2 separate regions of the Mus musculus genome follow, and region 1 is linked to region 2. The links are chromatin contacts, called in public HiChIP or PLAC-seq maps. All regions are on one chromosome and are shown on one strand. Each heading gives the region's core, a stretch centred on a gene start, on an enhancer-like site or on the middle of the called end of the contact. The rest is flanking DNA. Distances are from core to core; before and after follow the strand shown. Region 1 holds the start of 2410137M14Rik (RIKEN cDNA 2410137M14 gene). Region 2 holds the start of Gtf2h4 (general transcription factor II H, polypeptide 4).

The links. HiChIP or PLAC-seq counts read pairs in DNA pulled down with a chosen protein or histone mark.
Region 1: a contact with region 2 is called in an H3K27ac HiChIP or PLAC-seq map of embryonic stem cells, with 2.9 times the contacts expected there. The contact joins the promoter of 2410137M14Rik here to the promoter of Gtf2h4 in region 2.

The regions. Positions count from the first base shown.
Region 1 is chr17:36,979,972-36,983,010 of GRCm38.p6, forward strand. It overlaps 2410137M14Rik (RIKEN cDNA 2410137M14 gene), which reads right to left and starts at 1,266. Exons shown (of 4, transcript NM_029747.3): 1 at 1,169-1,266. The coding sequence starts at 1,171. It also overlaps the pseudogene H2-M4-ps.
Region 2 is chr17:35,672,083-35,675,310 of GRCm38.p6, forward strand. Gtf2h4 (general transcription factor II H, polypeptide 4) reads right to left here and starts at 1,661. Exons shown (of 14, transcript NM_010364.4): 1 at 1,474-1,661; 2 at 604-746; 3 at 1-15. The coding sequence starts at 743.

The DNA.
Region 1 (3,039 bases), core at 16-2,515, 1.3 Mb after region 2:
GAGAGATATGATAGATATCTATTCACCCCAGACAGGACTCCAACAACAGACCAAATGAATGATCCCATCAAAGCCCATCCTTACCATCCAACACAGTTTGGCAATCCCATAAATGCATTGAAGGTTACTTACAGACACGAGTGAGGCGTTACTTAATACTCATAAACACCTACAACACTGAAAAGCCCACTCCAGCATGAATGACAACTCACAAAAGCTAGATCACTGGAGTGTGCCACCAATGAATTCAATCAATTAATACACACACACACACACACACACCATTACCATACTGGCTATCCAGAAGTTCACTATATAGACAAAGCTGGCCTCCAACTCACTCATCTGCCTGCCTCTGCCTCTTCAATGATGGGATTAAAGGCATCAGCCACTACACCCATACCATCAATTAACCTTCTAGTTCCCATATACACTAATATTTCTGAAGTCCAGATGTGGCTAGTAGGATTCCTTGTGATTGGGGAACATAGGAGGGTGTGAATGGCTAGAATCCCCAGTAAGGGTAATCACAGCTTTTCTGATTTTGAAACAGTAACAGCCTTGTGTGGAGCCTGGGGGACAGTATTTCACAATAGGTGGCTTAGGAATTGGTCCTGGCATAAAGTCTGCTCAAGGGCCAATAGAAGCTACCCCTGAAACCTGCATGCTGCAGCATCTCCTCCCCTTTATCCAGGTATTTGAGAAGCCACTTCAACGCACCTTCCCTCCAAGAAAGATGTGCATGATATAACAAAACCAGATGCCTCTTGCTTGCACCTAGTGATCTGAGACTCCTCGGTATCCACTGCAACCCAGGAGCGCAGGTCCTCTCGGTCAGAGAGATGTAATCCTGGCCTTCATAAGTGATGTGCTTATACCCACGGAGGAGGTGATGGTCTGGCCCTATGTCACAGCCGATTAGTCACTGGACAGTGTGAGACTCTGTTGAGGCCAAAGTGGTCAGCACCATGTCCCAGGTTAGCCCCATTCATTGCACACAGCCTGCTCGTGATTGGTCAAAGCCTACTTCAAACTGAAATGAAACCACAGTAAATTTCTGCAGGCTTCTCCAGGATTGCAGGAACTTGCAGATTTCACCAGCCCAAGGTACATATTTCATAAGAATATGCGGAGACTATAGACTAGCCTTCCATATAGGATCACTCACCATTCTCTCTCTGGCTATGATAGCCGAACAGGGTCCACAGTTCGATTTGACCGAGTATTAAGATCCTCCTGGCGAGGCGCATCAGCTCCTCCAAATGCTCAGGTTCCTGAGCTATAAATGGCACCCACGGCTCCACCCACTGACTCTCCAAGTCTTTGCTGAAGCTCGTGATCTGTATGTTGTCCATGTAGCCTCGGTGAACCGAGGTTTGCCTTAGCCAGGATCGTACAAGGTGGTGGTGAAATACCGCAGGGAGTGTGAGCCTAGGGGTGGTGCGGGGGTCAACCCAGGTGGACCTGGAGACAAGCGGACTTGCTGGGAGGAGAACTAGCACACAGGGCTCCAGACACGGATTGGAGAAGAGAGCCTGGCAGAGGGTGTGTAGTTGGGAGACAGCCGCTGAGACTTAGCGTTCCCTGAGCTATTGCTGCCCAGCCTCCTCCCTCCTCCCCACAGAAGTGGCTTCACTTTCCACCCTGCACTCACCCGCGCTGGCCTGAGTTGGGACCAGGGCGGTCGCCAGCAATGGAAAGAGGGTGTGCAGCACCACGGACCCCATCCTCCGTGTTTGGAGAACTTGAAGAGCAAGATCCCTGTCTATGAAGTTTTATAGCGTTGTGGGTGTGTGGGGGCAGATCATGACTCTTAGTGGTTCTACAAAATTCCCACACACAACAGAAGTGAACATGTGGGTGTCCAAACATTACTGGGGAAAAGAGGTTTCCCATTTGTGGATTCTTAGAGTGTTTTTGATTAAAAAGAAAAGAAAGAAAAGCCAATAACAAGCCAGAGTCAGAAGGACGCTCCAGGTTCACCTCATTAGTTCGGGATGGCGGGGAGGGGGAGGGGTGAGGGAAGGCAACAACACTAGCAAACCATAATCTTAGCAGGGGCTAAGGGTCATCAATGGGGGAGGGTAAGCAGCTGTAGAAAGGAGAAAAGAAAGGATTAACCCCTTGAGTTATAAATCAGGAAAGCAAACAGACTCAGCAGTTAATCTACAAGGAAGTGGATTTGGGGGGAGGGCTGGGGGGATACTTCAGGAACGTAGTAAGTACATTATTTCATTTGGGGTATTATTATTCCTTCCATTTCCTTTGCATGTTTTCAAATGACCAGCTTTCCAGAGGGGTTGTCTGCTGGCTAGGTGATTAACAAGTCTAGTTAGATTAGCTCCCAAAGAAGGTGGAAGGGGGCATTGGTATGCAATATTCTAATCTCTGGGACAGATCGGAATGCATAGTCTCCACCCTTGTCAGAAGTGGAGATTAGTTTCCATTCTTTTGACCAAAGTCAAGTTACCCAAAAGCCCTGATACCCCTACCCTTCTCAACTGGTAAATGGATGTGTGTGAGCGGGCCCATTCTTAACAACCCCTAAGCCAGGTGACGCTTGTCTAGCTGCCTAACACTGGCAGAAGCTCCTGAGAACTGACGGTGTGTAAACTAGAGAAATGAACCCTGGGGCCACAAGGAAACTTCAATCCTTAGACTGCTTGAAAGCAAGATCCTAGACCAGATAATTTACCCACAGCCCCTCCTCCTGCACCTAGAGTCCTTTACCACAGTAAACCCTTTATGCAGCACCCTGGTAGAGAGCTGTATGTGTCAGGAAGTCCCAACCTTTTTGTTTCAGGATCTCTGTATGCTCTCACAGATTAGGGAGGACTTCAAACAGATGTTAAGCAGGGTGCATCCATCAATCTTACTTGGGCTAAAAAGTAAAACATGTGTTGAGTTCAGTTCCCAGAATCTTGCAGCTCACAGCTGTTAAGTTTCCAACTGGGACAAATGGCAGAGGTGCCTGTTTAACATACCAAAGTGGAGTGGCCTCCAGATTCTTCTGTCCTTGAGTACCTACCCTCAACAGGG
Region 2 (3,228 bases), core at 411-2,910:
AAAGAGGGGAGCTCCCTGTAAGGTTCAGAGGCCAAATGTTATCAGAAGCCACCTCACACCTGCATCTCTGCCCTCATCTGCCTGTGGTTTAAAAAAAACAAACATCCCAACTGCTCAGAGAGGCAGAGAAAGCACCCAGCTGACCTTTTTTTCTCCAATGACATCCCAGAAAGAAAAAGCTCCCTCTCCGAGAATTCTCCACACTGTCTTAAATTCCCTTCAACTCAACGTTGCTAATTTCTGTTTACTTGGTTGCTCCATCTCTTGACCTACGGTTGACATTAGCCCTTGGCTAAAAAAAAGGTGTGTGCTTAGGGCTGAGCCACAATAACAAGGTTTTTCTGGTTCATAATCTTGGAGTTCACTATGTGATCAAATACCCTGCAACCTCTGTCTCTCAAACGTCTCATGCCATCTCCCACGTCCTTAGCAGTCCCACTGTCCCCACAACCTCTTTCTGGTTTGGACTGACACACTTTGGAGTAATGTCTAACACCCTGGTACTCACGCTGGGCTAATAAGCCTCTCCCCGTGCTAACTAATTTCAGTCTGCAGGCCCCATTACATTCTCCAAACATCCCCTTTGCTCTGAAGGCTCCTCACCTGAAGACAGCCAGACAAGTGGCAGGGTGCCCATACAATCGGTCCAGCACCCCAGGGCTCAGGCCTCCTAAGAACTCCTGGAGATTCCTGCATTGTAGGTGTGCTCGGTTCAGTCCACCCCTCGCCGGGGTGATCTCCATCACCTGAGAGGGACAAATGTCAGAACTCCCACATGACCCAGGCCTATATCACTGACTCCAGATCTATTAGGTTCACTTTCTGTACTTTCCTGTCTGATGCCACTTATCACCTATTCCTCCCAAACCCCTCGTGTCCTGCTTCTTTTCTTCATTATGCAGCTCACAATGGCCTTGAATTTGCTATGGAGCCAAGGATGGATTTGAACCCCTGATCCATCTGCCTTTACTTCCCAAGTGGCCACCAGGCTTTTCATCCCATATCTGCCCTTGAAGTTCAGCCTTTGTTCAGTCTCCAGGAGGTGGAATTAGTCTCATTTTTGTGTATGGTCCTGAGGATCAAATCCAGATCCTCACCGGTGTGGACTGAATTACTTATCGTTTCATACTTGCGAGTGTTTTGCATATCAATGACATCTCAAGTTCACCTAAGCATTGACAAAGATACTTATTTGAGCCCAGGCTTCTCTCTCTTGTCCACCCTCCTGGTCAGATCAGTCCAAATGGGTCAAATCCTTAGCTCTCATCTGGGGACACGGCTATAAACTGCCTCATGCTTACCAACCTAAATCCCTTTCTATCCCTTTCCCTCCAGCCAGCCTTACCCCTCTCACTGAGACCCACGCCTCTGAGCTCCTCACATCTCCCCGACTTTCCTTTCACTCCGCTTCTCGCTCAACTCTCTCCCTTACCCTTCTCAAACCCCCTCACCACTCGGCTCCCCCTCGCGCACCCCGGGTCACCAGCCGTCGCCTAATCAGTGCTAATGTCTCGCATTGGCTCCTGGAAATAAAGGATGAGAATTCTAAAAGGTGGGAGAACCACGAAGAACTTCACAGACAGGACCCAGTCAATAAGCAGTCCAAAGAGAAGGGAGAGCAGAGAAATGTGTCAAGAGTAAAGGGGGTTAGAATAGGCAATGCACTCGCCTGTCGCAAGGCATCTTGGGAATTGTAGTCCTCTTCTAGCCTACATTGGAGACTATGAGTCAGGCTCTGACTACAAATCCCTAAAGGCACCGCAAGAAGGCCGGCCGAGAAAAGGTGGCTTTTCATTGGGATTCCCTAGAAACATCCGAAGTCAGACCTTTTGATTCCGCGCCTCTCTCCCCTATACAGCAAGGTGAATCTCTTGTCAGATCAGGAGGAGGCAGCAAACCTGGAGGAGCTCCGGGGCCTCCTATCGGAGACGTACTAAAGCAGCTTAGTGGTGTTATGTTAGATGTAGAGACCTCAAACTGGGTTTCTTTCTTTCTTTCTTTCTTTCTTTCTTTCTTTCTTCCTTCTTCTTATTTTTTTTTTAGGTTTTTCGAGACAGGGTTTCTCTGTATAGCTCTGGCTGTCCTGGAACTCACTTTGTAGACCAGGCTAGCCTCGAACTCAGAACTCCGCCTGCCTCTGCCTCCCGAGTGCTGGGATTAAAGGCGTGCGCCACCACACCCGGCGACAAACTGGGTTTCTTGACCTCTGTTGTTCCTCACGAAACTGAGATAATGATCAGTGCAGAACATCTTCACATGACGTGGATCAACACAATTGCCCTCATTTGGAGCTCAATCAATCAAAATGTCTATGTGAAGTCAGATTCCCTGGAACTGGAATTACATACAGCAGTGAGCTGTTATGTTAGTGCTAGGAATTGAACTTGGGCCCTTTGGAAGGACAGCCATCTCTCCACCATCCTCCCACCTGCTCACTCAATCTTAATCTCTTCCAACTCCCTGGGGAGTTAGAAGATTACATTGCAATTTTTAAGAGAAAGCTATCATTTGCCCTGATTTGATTTATGAATTTATCCTAGGCAAGACAAGGGAAAGGGAAAATGACATCAACTAAGGTCATCTGTAGGGTCTCCAATTCTTATGGGGGCAAATTCTGTTATTCTTACATCACAGGCTATCAAGCTCAACAAGAATAAGAGATCTGAGCCGGGTGTGGTGGCGCACGCCTTTAATCCCAGCACTTGGGAGGCAGAGGCAGGCAGATTTCTGACTTCCAGGCCAGCCTGGTCTACAAAGTGAGTTCCAGGACAGCCAGGACTATACGGAGAAACCCTGTCTCGAAAAAAACCAAAAACAAACAAACAAACAAACAAACAAACAAAAACAGAATAAGAGATCTGCACAAGAAAGTCCCAGTACCGAGATGAGAAACACATTTACCAAGGGCAAAAATGGTAAGGCCATGTAAGGACTTGATTATGCTTTACTATGTATTTTAAGGAAAATCACTGGCTGGTGAGATGGCTCAGTGGGTAAAGGCTTTGCTATGTTGTGACCTGAAGAGAGGGGGAGAGATATCCAACTTCCATGCCCATGCCATGGCGATGTGAATCCCAGCCTTCACCGTCCTGCACTCACATACCATAATAATAAAAGTCATCTTTTAAAAATTAGAGTAGTCTGACGTTATCTTGGTTGTAATATTAGAATAAACCTTTAACCATATCCTGACCTAGGCCCTATATTGGAACACCAGCCCCTCCCCCT